Linked DNA regions of Mus musculus: region 2 is linked to region 1. Evidence: chromatin contacts called from public promoter capture Hi-C data. All regions are on one chromosome and are shown on one strand. Each heading gives the region's core, a stretch centred on a gene start, on an enhancer-like site or on the middle of the called end of the contact. The rest is flanking DNA. Distances are from core to core; before and after follow the strand shown. Region 1 holds the start of Zfp82 (zinc finger protein 82). Region 2 holds the start of Proser3 (proline and serine rich 3).

What was found. Capture Hi-C pulls out chosen DNA fragments and counts their contacts.
Region 2: a contact with region 1 is called in a promoter capture Hi-C map of liver. The contact joins the promoter of Proser3 here to the promoter of Zfp82 in region 1. A contact is called at or near these places in 1 of 39 promoter capture datasets (neural stem cells) and 1 of 9 other capture datasets (liver).

The regions. Positions count from the first base shown.
Region 1 is chr7:30,069,754-30,076,255 of GRCm38.p6, reverse strand. It overlaps Zfp82 (zinc finger protein 82), which reads left to right and starts at 3,433. Exons shown (of 7, transcript NM_177889.5): 1 at 3,433-3,475; 2 at 4,117-4,227; 3 at 6,108-6,271.
Region 2 is chr7:30,550,739-30,557,225 of GRCm38.p6, reverse strand. Proser3 (proline and serine rich 3) reads left to right here and starts at 4,921. Exons shown (of 12, transcript NM_001382459.1): 1 at 4,921-5,018; 2 at 6,392-6,468. Hspb6 (heat shock protein, alpha-crystallin-related, B6) reads right to left here and starts at 3,925. Exons shown (of 3, transcript NM_001012401.3): 1 at 3,694-3,925; 2 at 2,842-2,964; 3 at 1,783-2,757. The coding sequence starts at 3,891. The coding sequence ends at 2,590. It overlaps Gm38670 (predicted gene, 38670), which reads right to left and starts at 4,398; the gene lies at 4,322-4,398. It overlaps Lin37 (lin-37 homolog (C. elegans)), which reads left to right. Exons shown (of 9, transcript NM_029377.2): 5 at 41-126; 6 at 202-368; 7 at 1,237-1,377; 8 at 1,465-1,538; 9 at 1,618-1,785. The coding sequence ends at 1,699.

The sequences.
Region 1 (6,502 bases), core at 2,184-4,683:
CTTCTGGAAAAGTAGCGTCTAGCGCTAACCAGAGCAATTTTCTTTAAGTTTTATTTCTTTTATTTTGTGTGCCTGAGTGATTTGCCTGCACATATGCATGTATGTGCACCAGCTGTGTGCCTGGTGTCCTGGAGGCCTAAAGAAAGGACTGGAGTCCCTGGAACAGTTTTCAAGTGGTTCTAAGCCACCATGTAAGTGGTGGGAACAGAACCCTGGTCCTTTGTAAGAGTAGCCAGTGCTCTTATCTGCTGAGCCGTCTCTCGAGTCCTGAGATCAGTTAATATGCTGACTTTGACAAGATGACCTGATGACCTTTGGAAAGCATTTTTTTGTTGGTGGTGGTGAGAAGGGCATTGTGTTATGTTTTTGTTTTTTGTTTTTTGTTTTCCAAGACAGGGCTTCTCTCTGTAGCCCTAGCTGTCCTAGAACTCACCCTGCAGACCAAGCTGGCTTCGAACTCCCAGAGATCCTGCTGCCTCTGCCTCCCAAGTGCTGGGATTAAAGATGAAAGCCCATGTTTTTATGTGCTGTTAGGTCCTTATCAGTGGAGTTTGGAGTCTGCCTTTTGTGGGCTTATTTGAAAGCCAATCAGGTCTCTGGAGCAGAGCCCTTTTCCTCTGCAAGCCTTTTCCTGTGGCTCTGAGATTACCTTTCTGTCTTTCCTGCTGTGGAGTTCAATGTGGTTCACAGTTTGAGGATACAGGTTGGCAGAACAAGAATGGCAAAAGGTACGTGGTCACATGGAGTCTGCAGTCAGGAAGCAGAAAGATGGAATGCCTGTAGTCAGCTTGATTACAAAAATTCTTATGTGTATGAGTGTTTTGCCTGTATGCATGCATGCATGCATGTGTGCACCATTGTATTCGTGTTTATGTGCACACTGATGGTTTTGAGCCACCATGTGGGTGTTAGGAATGGCTCGGGTCCTCTGGAAGTACATACAGTAAATGCTAACGATTGAGCCATTTCTTCCATCCCAGGCCCCACCCCTTTCTTTTTCTTAAATTTAGGATGTTTCTTCTGACTTCAGGTAAACTGTCTGAAAATGCCCCATTCTCCCAGCCCCAGCCCCAGCCTCCCAGAGGACGTGCCTTGTGATTCTGAGTCTCAAGTTGACAATCAGGTCACGGTGACACATGGGAGACACGAGTCCAGCCTGGTCTACTTAGAAAGTTCCAGGACAGCCAGGACTACTTCACAGAGAAACCTTGCCTGGAAAAAACAAAACAACAAAATGTAGCAATCCCAGGACTCTTGCCTTGACACTGTGTGACTGATAAATCACTCTAGGAGCCTCCTGGTGGGCCTTGTTTCTTTCAGATATTCTTTTTCATGATACATGCTAAAATATGTGCCCCTGATGGACATTGTTCCTAGGCATATCTATACCATGTTTTGGACATTTTATGTGTATGAGTGTCTTCGTGAGTGAGTGAGTGTGTGTGTGTGTGTGTGTGTGTGTGTGTGTGTGTGTACCTCTGACTTTTAAGAGCATCGAATCACCAGGAGCTGGGGTTATACGTGTTTATAAGCTGCCATATGGGTGCTGAGGAATGAACTTGTGTTTTCTGTAAAAGCAACTGGTATTCCTAACCAGTGAGCCATCTCCTAAGCCCCATCTGTATGTATGTATCTATCTATTTATTTGATTTTTGGAGGGACAGGGTCTCTCTACATTACCTCAGTTATCTTGGAACTCATCATGTAGACCAGGCTGGCCTCATACACAAGAGAGATCCCTCTGCCTCTCCTCCCAGCGTGAGTGCTGAGATTAAAGGTATGTGCTGCCATGTCCAGCTCCACATTTGATTTCTTTGTTTGTTTTGTTGTTTGTTTGTTTGTTTGTTTCGAGACAGGGTTTCTCTGTATAGCCCTGGCTGTCCTGGAACTCACTTTGTAGACAAGGCTGGCCTCGAACTCAGAAATCGGCCTGCCTCTGCCTCCCACGTGCTGGGATTAAAGGTGTGCGCCACCATGCCCGGCCACATTTGATTATTTTAAGTTTTAGTTTGTACAGCATCCCTGGTGTAGAGGTCACAGGGGAAATTGGTTCTCTCCTTCTCCCATGTGGTTCCCAGAGAATGCACAGCAAACTCCACTGCGCCATCTCTCTGGCTTGAAAGTTATTAATTTTAAAACTAGAAATAAAACAGGTGTGTTTTCTCATGGAAGATTTAAACATAAATAAGACAACAACACCTTTTGACCTTATTTTCCCCAAGAGTAATCATAATCAGTAGTTTATTTCATGAGATGGCAAGTTCTGCCTGAGATCAGTTTTTTTTTTTTTTTAAGAATTATTTATTTATCTATTTATTTTAAAGATTTATTTATTTTTATTGTATATAAGTACACTGAGCTGTCTTCAGACACTCCAGAAGAGGGAGTCGATCATTACAGATGGTTGTGAGCCACCATGTGGTTGCTGGGATTTGAACTTCGGACCTTCGGAAGAGCAGTCGGGTGCTCTTACCCACTGAGCCATCTCACCAGCCCCCGAGTTTTTTTTTTTTTTTTTTTTAATTAATCATGTTTATGTGCTATATAGCATGTTCCATGTGGGAGTGATTCTACCACCTGACTCATTGTTTTATCAGGGTAGGGCTGTGCCTTCGTTAGTCACTGCTTAGTATTCATTGTTATCCCTATTTACTGAAAGGCTTAACTTTCCACAAGCTGTAGCATTAGAGAATATAATTATAGATGATCAATTAATCAGAAATTTAACCATCACGTTTACTTTATATACTTGAGACCAGGTCTTATATAGCCCTGGCTGGCTTGGAACTCACTATGTAACTCAGGCTGGCCTCAAACTTTTGAGTGATTCTTCTGCCTTCAAAGTGATAAGAATATAGGCACATACCAGCTCAACCATTTTATTATTTATTTTCTGGCAATTTAAAAATATAGGAACGAAAGGTATTTAAGTTGATGATCCAGCACTTTAATCCCAGCATTTGGAAGGCAGAGGCAGGAGGATTTCTGAGTTCAAGGCCAGCCTCGTCTACTGAGTGAGTTCCAGGACAACCAGGACTACACAGAGAAACCCTGTCTCTCCAAAAAAAAAAAAAAAATCCTGGTTAAGAAAGAAGAAAATCTTAAGAACCTGGGTAAAAGCAAACTACATGATAGGAATGTCCTTTAAAATCTTATTCTAAGACGTAGTCATTTGCAGTCACCTCCACAACAAACATGACTATATCAAATGCACAAATCTCCAAACGAAAATCCGATTTTCCTCAAATACTTAATCAGAGTTGAGGTTCTGCTCCTCTCCCTGTCCTGGTCCCAAACGGAGCACACAGTGAGTGTGGCGCATGCGCACGCGGTGCGTGCGGCTGTCCCTCCCAGCAGTCCCCGCGCAACGCCCTGTAGGCTCTCGGGGGTCTGGAGATGCAGCCACTGTCACCTCAGCGCGTGGGGCGGGGCAACTGAGCCGAGCCTGGGTCCCAGTTCCGTGAACTTAGTGAAGGTGCTGCAGGGAGCAGGGGGTAAGGGCGGGGACAGGGAGGCCCCGCGCCCCTCATACTGGGTCCGCGCCTCGGCTTGCTGCGTGGGGACCACAGTGGCGAGCTGTGCCTGCTGGGCGTGGCAGGGCGTCGGGGTGGCAGCCACCGCGACTGAGTGCGGCCCGGAAGCCACGGCGTGATGGCATTTGTGCGAGTGAATGGGGTGCAGAGCGGTTGTGTGAGCGAGGTTGCCGAGGTCCTGGTGTGTGTGATTCTGGCCCCAGGCTCGGCTGCGGTGTAGCCACATCAGTCCCAAAGAGGAATGGTTCCCCAGCCATTCACCTGAGCAACACACAAGACTCCCAGTAAACAAAGCAAAGAGCTCCGGGTCTTGAGAGGGGTCTGAAAGATGGTCCCCGATCCCCAACACACACACCCTTGGCTGGTTCCCTGGGGTTACCCCCAACACGCCACACGTGCTCAGATACAGTCACTCGCTGGACAGGCTGTGTGCGATCCACCTAGGGAGCTATTGTAAACTTCCTGGCCATCTGCCGCCCTGGCCTTTCTTAGGTACCAGGGCAGGACAGCTGAACTCGCTCCCGGGTGTGAGTGATGGGTGGTGGTGACCGATTGGTTGTGTCTTGTGCTTTGATTTAACTAGGCTGGACAAGGCTCCGAGAAAAGTTTGGACGTTAACATTCGCTCCTACTCCAGCCTGCCTTTAAGTGCTCACAGGAAGGGGAGGGATAAATCGCTGTTGCCTGTTTAAAAGGTAAGGTCAGGGGGGGTCAATCTTACCTCTTGGATCTGTGAAAGGCACTTTAATTTTTTAGTGGATCAGAACATTTGTTATTTTTAAATGTCTGGTTCTTAGAAACAGAGCCTGACTCCTTACACCACCCAGTGCCTGTACGTACATACGTATCCGCTTTTCAGTGTTTTTTTTTTTGGGGGGGGGGGACAGGACGACAACCCTCCCTCCAAGGAGATCGGGCTTTATTTTTATAGCTGGGTTTTATTTTTAATACTATGCTGTAGAGCTCTTAGAACAGTTGCTGATATTCATAAATACCAAATGCTTAGTAAACAGCAGCTGTTTGTTAATGTGGTGATTAGGGGTGATTCCAACACCAAGGGAGTGGTGTGTATGGGTATCTACTTAATTGTGATGTACATTTATTTTTAAGATTTATTTTTGTAAAAAAAAAAAGGGGGGGGCTGGAAAGATGGCTCAGCGGTTAAGAACACTCTTCCAGAGGTCCTGAGTTCAATTCCCAGCCACCACATGGTGGCTCACAACCATCTGTAATGGGATCTAATGCCTTCTTCTGGTGTGTCTGAAGACAGCTATAGTGCACTCACATACATAAAAAAGTCTTTAAAAAAAATCCGTTTATCCTTCCAGCCTCTGCTCCCAAAATGACAACTCTGGGACTAATTATGTATTATTAAATGCCTTGCTTCAAGACTAGCTTGTAGTTTATTTAACCCATTCAAACTATTCTATGTCTACTAATTGGTTAGTTTACCTTTCCTCAGTGTCGACCTGCTTCTTCTTTAATGTCTCTCCCAGTGTCTCTCTCAGAGCCTCTCTCTGTGCCACCTTTTATTCTCTCACTATTTCCCTGAATCCTCTCTTCCTCCTAGTGTCCCACATCCTTTCCTTTCCTTTTAGATTTATTTATTGGGCTGGAGAGATGGCTCAGTGCTTAAGAGCACTGGCTGCTCTCCCAGAGGTCCTGAGTTCAATTCCCAGCACCCACATGGTGGCTTACAACCATCTGTAATGGGATCCGACATCCTCTTCTGGTGTGTCTGAAGACATCTACAGTGAGATGTGGTGCACTCTTCTAGCCTGCAGGCATACATTCAGGTGGAACACTGTATATATAATAAATAAATCTTTAAAAGAATATTTATTTAATGTATGTGAATGCTCTGTCTGACTATACACCTATGTGCCAGAAGACGGCATGAGATTGCTTTGCAGATCGTGAGCCACCCCCCTCCCTTCCTATTTTTATAAAGGATTCTCTGTACATCTTTTATCATTTATTTACTTACATGTATGTACATGTAAGTTCTGGTGCCCAGAGACCAGAGGCAGGGATGGGATCCTCCTGGACTGAAGTTTAGCGTAGTTATGAGCCACTTTCAGATAGGTGCTGGGAATTGAACTGGGATCCTCTATAAGAGCACTATACACTCGTTTTTGTTTGTTTTGTTATTTTTTTAAAGATTTATTTATTTTATGTATGTAAGAACAGTTGCTGTGTTCAGACACACCAGAAAAGGGTATCAGATCCCGTTACAGATGTTTGTGAGCCCTCATGTACTTACTGGGAATTGAACCCAGGACCTCTGGAAGAGCAGTAAGTGCTCTTAACAGCTGAGCCATCTCTCCAGCCCCCTTGTTTTATTTTTTTGATACAGTTTCTCTGTGTAGCCCTGGCTGTCCTGGAATTCACTTTGTAGACCAGACTATCCTGCTCTATAATTCTATCTCAGAGATCCATCTGCCCCTGCCTCCTGAGTGCTGGCTTAGAGGTGTATGCCACCACCTCCTGGCTGCCATATATACTCTTAACTGTTGAGCCATTTCTTTAGTCCTCATTCCCAGGTTTTATTTTTGGTTTGCTTGTTTTTGTTAAGGAATGATGGCCAGGTAAATGGCTCAGTGGGTGGAGGAGCTTGCTGTCCAGCCTGAGAGCTTGAGTTTGATCCAGCGACTCCTGCGAGTTTTCCTCCTATTTCCACATGTGTGCTGTGGCATCTGTGTAGCCACACACCACATTCATATACACGCAATAATACAGGTAAGTACCGAGTGACAGTCCAACGTGTAGTTACCTGAATTTGTAACTTAGCAGTATGAAGCAAACACAGTTCTATCTTGACACTTAAAGATATGTGTCACGAGCTGGAGAGATGACTCAATGGTTAAGCCCACTGACTGCTCTTCCAGAGGTCCTGAGTTCAATTCCCTGCAACGGTGGCTCACACCATCTGTGATGGGATCCCTGTTGATGCTGTATTACTTAGTCTCT
Region 2 (6,487 bases), core at 3,672-6,171, 480 kb before region 1:
GTCCCCAGCTCCGGGCCTGACACTCACCTTAACCACACAGGCCATCTGCCCGCTTCCCCCACCAGCGGAGGAAGAAGAGGAGGGAGATGGACGATGGGCTCGCTGAGGGGGGTCCTCAGAGATCCAGTGAGTAGGCAGGGGACTGAGAGGGTGGGTGTGGAGCCAGGAACTACACACTTATCGCCTACCTTACCACCCCAGATACGTATGTGATCAAGCTATTTGACCGGAGTGTGGACTTGGCCCAGTTCAGTGAGAACACACCACTGTACCCCATCTGCCGCGCCTGGATGCGCAACAGCCCCACAGTGCGAGAGCGCGAGCGCTCACCCGGCTCACCGCTGCCTCCTCTGCCCGAGGATGGAGAGGTAGGATGAGTTCAATCAGGAGGCCAGATTGAAGAGTGGGTGGATAAGTCAACAACTCCCCCATGAGTGGTAGATAGCTTTAATGCCTGGGCCCCCCTCAATGAATAGAGAATCGGGTAGGACAGATAGCTATTTGCTCTTAGGATTATGGACAGAGGTCCCTAGGCCACATAGATATGGCTTCCTAGGGAACAGGGATCTTAAGTGCAAACAGATGTGGCTACCAGATGGGGCCTTGGTGAGCACATGTGGACCTTACGGGCTGGGCGGAGGGTAACAGGTTTGAAAATCATCTGGCCTGAAAGGGTAGACATGGATTCCTGGGACAGATACATGACTTTGATTCTTGGGGCTCTCAAGATAAAAGTAGACATGACACCTGCCCTAGACAACTGCGTAAAGAGAGCATCTTGACCACCCTCTGCCCCTGGGCTGACAGATAGAGATGGAATTCCCTGGGCTTGGCAGAGGTAGACAAGGGTTCTCCGGCTGACAAGGAGACACGGTCCCTAGAACAGGACGACTATCTTCTAGCTGATAAAGGCATGTCCCTTCTACTGTGACTTCTCCAAGTACAGGTTTCTGGATAGACCCCTCATGTCTGTCTTGCTGGGAAAGGTAGGAGCGATGACACGTACTTTCTTTTTCTTTTTTTCTTTTTTTGGATTTTTCAAGACAGGGTTTCTCTGTATAGCCCTGGCTGTCCTGGAACTCACTTTGTAGACCAGGCTGGCCTCGAACTCAGAAATCCACCTGCCTCTGCCTCTCGAGTGCTGGGATTAAAGGCATGCGCCACCACACCCAGCGACATGTACTTTCAACCCTCTGCTCTGACTCTTGGGTCTCGTCTGGGGCTTTGTCTCCCCAGGGTTCAGAGGTCATCAACAGCAAAAACCGTGATGTGTACAAGCTGCCTCCACCCACAGCTCCTGGACCACTTGGAGATGCCTGTAGATCCAGAATTCCATCCCCACTGCAGCCTGAGACCGAGGGTACCCCCGATGATGAAGTAGGTATCCAAGGCTGGCCTGGAGCTTCAGGGCATGTTGGGAGGGCTAGGACACAGTCACCCAGCTGAGCCTCTCTGTCCATGCAGCCTTCCGAGCCTGAACCTTCTCCTTCCACACTTATCTATCGCAACATGCAACGTTGGAAACGCATACGCCAGAGGTGAGTGTGGCCTGCCTCACTTGCTGCTTGTCCCAGTGTCCTCTGTAGCAGTTGCTAAATCCTCCCTCTGCCTTCCTAGGTGGAAGGAGGCATCTCATCGGAACCAGCTTCGCTACTCAGAAAGTATGAAGATCCTACGGGAGATGTATGACCGGCAGTGACCTTCCCAGGAACCCCACCCCAATAAATGTGCCCCCCAACCCACACTGGCCAGGCCATCGTTCCTGGCCCAGACATAAGGCAGTTGACAAATCTCAAGTGCATTTATTGGGGACTGATGGTAGGAAGGCCTGCGGAGATGGGAAATGTTGGCAGTGAAGGTGTGACCTTAGAGAATGGCAGATGTGAAGGAGGCTCCCTAAGACATCTGGCTGCAGATGGGCAGCCAGGACAGAGGAACTCAAGGGTTCTTGTTCATTGGCCTAGCACATCTGGAGAAGTTGAAGTGTCCATACAGTTTGAGTTTGGGGTTCCTGGTTAGTTGGGAATAGTTTTCCCAAGAATTGGAAGTCAGAATAGTATTCAAGAATTTAGGTGCCTGGAGTTTTAAGTCTGAAAGTGGGCTGGGCAGAGGAGCATTATGTTACAAGAACAGGACTAGTGGGTAGGACTGGTGGACTAGGCTTGGATGTTCTGATGTGGAAAGCCCATGCAGTTTCTCCATGTGGAGAATTAGGTGACTACACTGTACTCTGGTGTCACCTTGGGGTATTCTACACAGGTTACAAGTGCGGTAGGAGGCCTGCGTGGTGATAGAAGCCCAAAGTGGGGTCAATTTGATGGGAGCCTTGACTGAGGGGTGACAGTAGCGTCCCTAGAGAGGTGTCCTGGGTCGGGCCGGAAAGCTGGGAGAGGGCTTAGGGAGGCTGTCTAGGTTACTAGGGCTCAGGTAGGCTTAGGGGTGGAAAGGTCTCCGAAGGACATCTAGGTGTGGTTGGGAAAGGCTGTCTTGACGGCGATTGGGACATCTGGCTGGGCAGTGGAGTCAGATCGGCTTTTAAAAGAGAGCCTAAAGAGGCTTCCTGGGTTCGGTCCTGTGCAGCTGGGACCCCTACTTGGCAGCAGGTGGTGACGGAAGTTGGGCCTGGGCCGACGCTGGTGTGGCCTGGATGGACAGGACACCCTCAGGAGACAGTGCTGAGGTCACAGCAGCAGGGTCCACACCAGGAGGCAGGCGGTATCGGCGGTGGAACTCTCGAGCAATGAATCCGTGTTCATCCTGAGGGTGGGGTACAGGGAGAGATGGGCTTGAGACTCCTACCCTCCTGCCTACCCCGCTCCCCAGTCTGGCATGCAGACCTACCGGGCGCTCCTCGTGCCGAGCATGGACCTCCACATGGTCGTCAACCACCTTGACAGAGATTTCCTCTGGCAAGAAGTGCTTCACATCCAGCAGCACGGAAAAATACCCAGAGTCCGTGGACACCTGCACACATGGCGGGTAGGGGTGGGGCGTCGATCGGATAGGGGTCTTGGCTTCTGGGACCCAGCACTCTCTATGATACATAGGTTACAGTGCTGCTGCCGAGGACTTGTGTAGACTGTCCCCTCTAAGTCACCAGAACCTCAGCCTCATAATAACTGGCCCCCCTCCCCTTCAAATACTGGGTCCACCTCTTTGTGGTAACCAAGTTAGATATCTACCCTATAACCCCCCACCCCATGTCCTTGACTCCACAGTCACCATTTCTGCTACGAGACCCCACCATGCTAGCAACCAAGATGCCACTTCCCCATCGCCAGAGTTCTTACTTAGGTCATGGGACCTCCTGTGCCCTTTACGGGTACTTTCCCCTCGTTTAGAGTGCCCAAGACCCCCTTCATCAAATCACAGGATCCCTCTTGAAGATGCAGCATCACCATATGCAACCCTAGGAACATTACAGCCCGTCGGGACTCACTTGTCCTTTCCCCCAGATTCCCGGCTCACTTGCCCCACCCTTCACCCCCTCAGAAGATCAGTAACGGGGGGGGGGGGGGGGAGGGGCTCAGAATACCGCACTCAAGGGACACCCAATGGCCCCACTGAGGGGTGACATTCTCCTCTAAGTTAAAAATCAACAGACATTCCCGCACCCCCGGCCCGGGGTTAGACCCCCCTCCTGGCCCCCAGTCTTGTTAGTAGTTGGATTGGCCCTCTCCCTAGGCCTGGCACCTGGGCTGTGGGTAACGCCACACTGGGGGCGCGCAGATAGTAGGGGGCGATCGCAGCAGGGCACAGTGAAGCCAGCTCTGCCTCAAGCAGCCCTTCGCCGAAACGCTGGTCAAAGAGGCGTCCCGGAGCAGAGAAACCTGGTAAAGGAGCTGAAGCACGGCGCAGCCAAGAAGGCTGCACAGGCACGGGGATCTCCATCCTGTTCCTACGCTGCCACCCTGGGCCCCGCAGTGCCCAAACGCACGCTGGCTCCGATTTATACTGTGCCCTGTGCCGCCCCTGCGGCGGGCCTCTCAGGGACACTGGGATTGAGGCCAAACTCAGGCATTAGTATTCCTTATTTAGAAACTTCAATAATTACTTGGCCAGTTATTAAACGCCTGCTGGATGCCCGGAAAAGGACACCAGGGAAATGTCATTAAGCCTTTTTCCATTTCTGTAAGGGGAAGCTAAAAGTCTAGGAGGCAGACCCTTATAGGTGTGGCAATCATTGTGGCAGTTGGGACCCTGGGTCCCGATTAGTCCCCCAAAGAGTTCTCAGTCCTCTTAATCCATCTCCGCCAGGCTGGCAGCTCTGAGGATGACGCATCAGTCTTAGTAACAGACTCCTGGAGAATGCTGCACCCATGCCAGGCAGTCAGGAGGACACAGAACAGACCCTACCCCAGAGTAGGTCGGGCCTAATTCTGTGCCTCTGACTCAGCCTGGGGTGCTCAGCGGCCAGGGGGCATGAGCATGAACACTCCAGGTTGGCCCCCGGGGGCTGCGCGCCGGGGCCCGAAATAGCTCGTTTTGATCCCACTACCTGGGCCAGGAGCCCGGGCCTGGCAAGGAGTACGGCCAGCTGCTCAAGAGGAAAGTGGTTAAGGTGACCATCAGGACGGGATAGCAGTCAAAGTAAAGACAGACGTCTCGGGTTAGCCCTGCAATAGTAGCTAGGCTGGAGTCAGGCCTTCGCTCCAACAGGTATCCTGGCGGTTAGAAATAAGGACTGAGTAAAAGGCAGGACTCTTAGCGCTCTTCAAGCGTCAGCCCGGCCTTTGATCCTTACTATTGGTCTGAAGTCTTGCCAATTACTGCTGCACGCTCCAATCAAACACACGCTCTCCCAGTTCGTCAAGAGAGAACGCCCCTCGGCCGCTTTCCAGTTACTTTTATTTTCTAGTCTATCATTGGTCGCTTTGGAGGCCGCGCTCCTACTCTGCACAGCCAGAAAGGGGCGGGGCTGACGGCGTTGCTTAGCGAGGAGAGTAGGCGCAGGGTTGTTCCGCGAAGAAGCTCCGCTGGCGCTAAGGCTGCGGTAAATGCCGACAAACTGACTGCAGGTGAGGTTGGTCCTCTTTCAGAGACCACAGGAGGCCTGGGAAGGCAACACGGGTTTACGTGAGCCTGAAGTCTCCCGCCCAATCTCAGGAGAACTACAACTCCCAAGATACCACACAGTTTGGGCCCTCCAACATCTCTGAGTGTCTCATGTCTTTTGTTCCCGCAGGGTGGGCCGAAGAAGAGTCGAAAAGAAATTTGAAAATTTAGTTCGTTAGTTTCCAAATTGCCCCAGACATCTAGGGGTGTTGTCTATGAACTTTTTCACTTAGGAGGAGCCCAGTGATTCATGGGGATTGTAGTCTCTACTGCCCCTTTCTCTTTGGGAGTCATGCCACCACCTCCCCCTTCCCTTAACAGGTTTAACCGGAAACATATTGTGTACGGTTTCGTCGTGGCTCTTTGTTAATGTTTTGTTTTTGCCTATTGTTTTCATTCTTTTTTTCATTTGTATGCTTTTAAAAAAAAGATTTATTATTTATTTTAGGTATATGAGTGCTCTCTCTGCATATACTCCCGTGTGCCAGAAGAGGGCATCAGACCACATTACAGATGATTGTGAGCTACCATGTGGTTGCTGGGAATTGAACTCAGGACCTCTGGTAGAGCAGCCAGTGCTCTTAACCACCGAGCCATCTGTCCAGCCCATATGGGTGCTTTTTAAAATGATTTGTATTGTTGTTGTTGTTTAAGACAGGGTTTCCCTGCACAGCCCTGTCTTGGAACTCACTTTGTAGACCAGGCTGGCCTTAAACTCCTGCCTCTTCCTCCTGGGTTCTGGGATTAAAGGCATCCACCACCATTCTTGGCTACATTACTTGGGTTTTTTTTTTTTTTCCTCGTGGAATTAATTGGAGCTTCATGAAATGGGCTTCTTGGAACATGTTTAAAGAGGTAGAAATTAGTTACCTTGATTTGACTGTAACATATTGTATACACGTATTGAAATATCATACTGTGCCGCATAAACTTGTACAATTAGTGTCAGTTAAAAACAAAACAGAACTATGCAACAGACCAGGTTTTTCCTGAATGGGGCTGGAAAAAGGGCTCATTGGTTGGGAGCAGGGGCTGGTCTTCCAGAGGTCCCAGGTTCAGTTCTCAGCATCACATGGCTACTCACATTCATTCCAGGGTCTTCAAGGGCATTGCACATACATAAATGTGCACAGGCACATGCAGGCATAATACTACCCATGCATACAAAATAAAAATAAATAAATCTTTTTTTAATTGCCTGAATAGTGTGAAGAAGTTGCAGTGTCTAGCCTGTTTCCTGATAGTCTGATTCTGTTAGCCTGGAGTGGGAACCCACTCTCACTCATCCTCTGGGGGTGTGCATGGGTACCAACCCACTCTCACACATCCTCTGCAGGACCAGGCACATCCTCTCCCACTGAGGCCAGGCAAGGCAGTCCAGTTAGAGGAACAGGATCCACAGGCAGGCAACAGGTAAAATGTTATTCTTGTT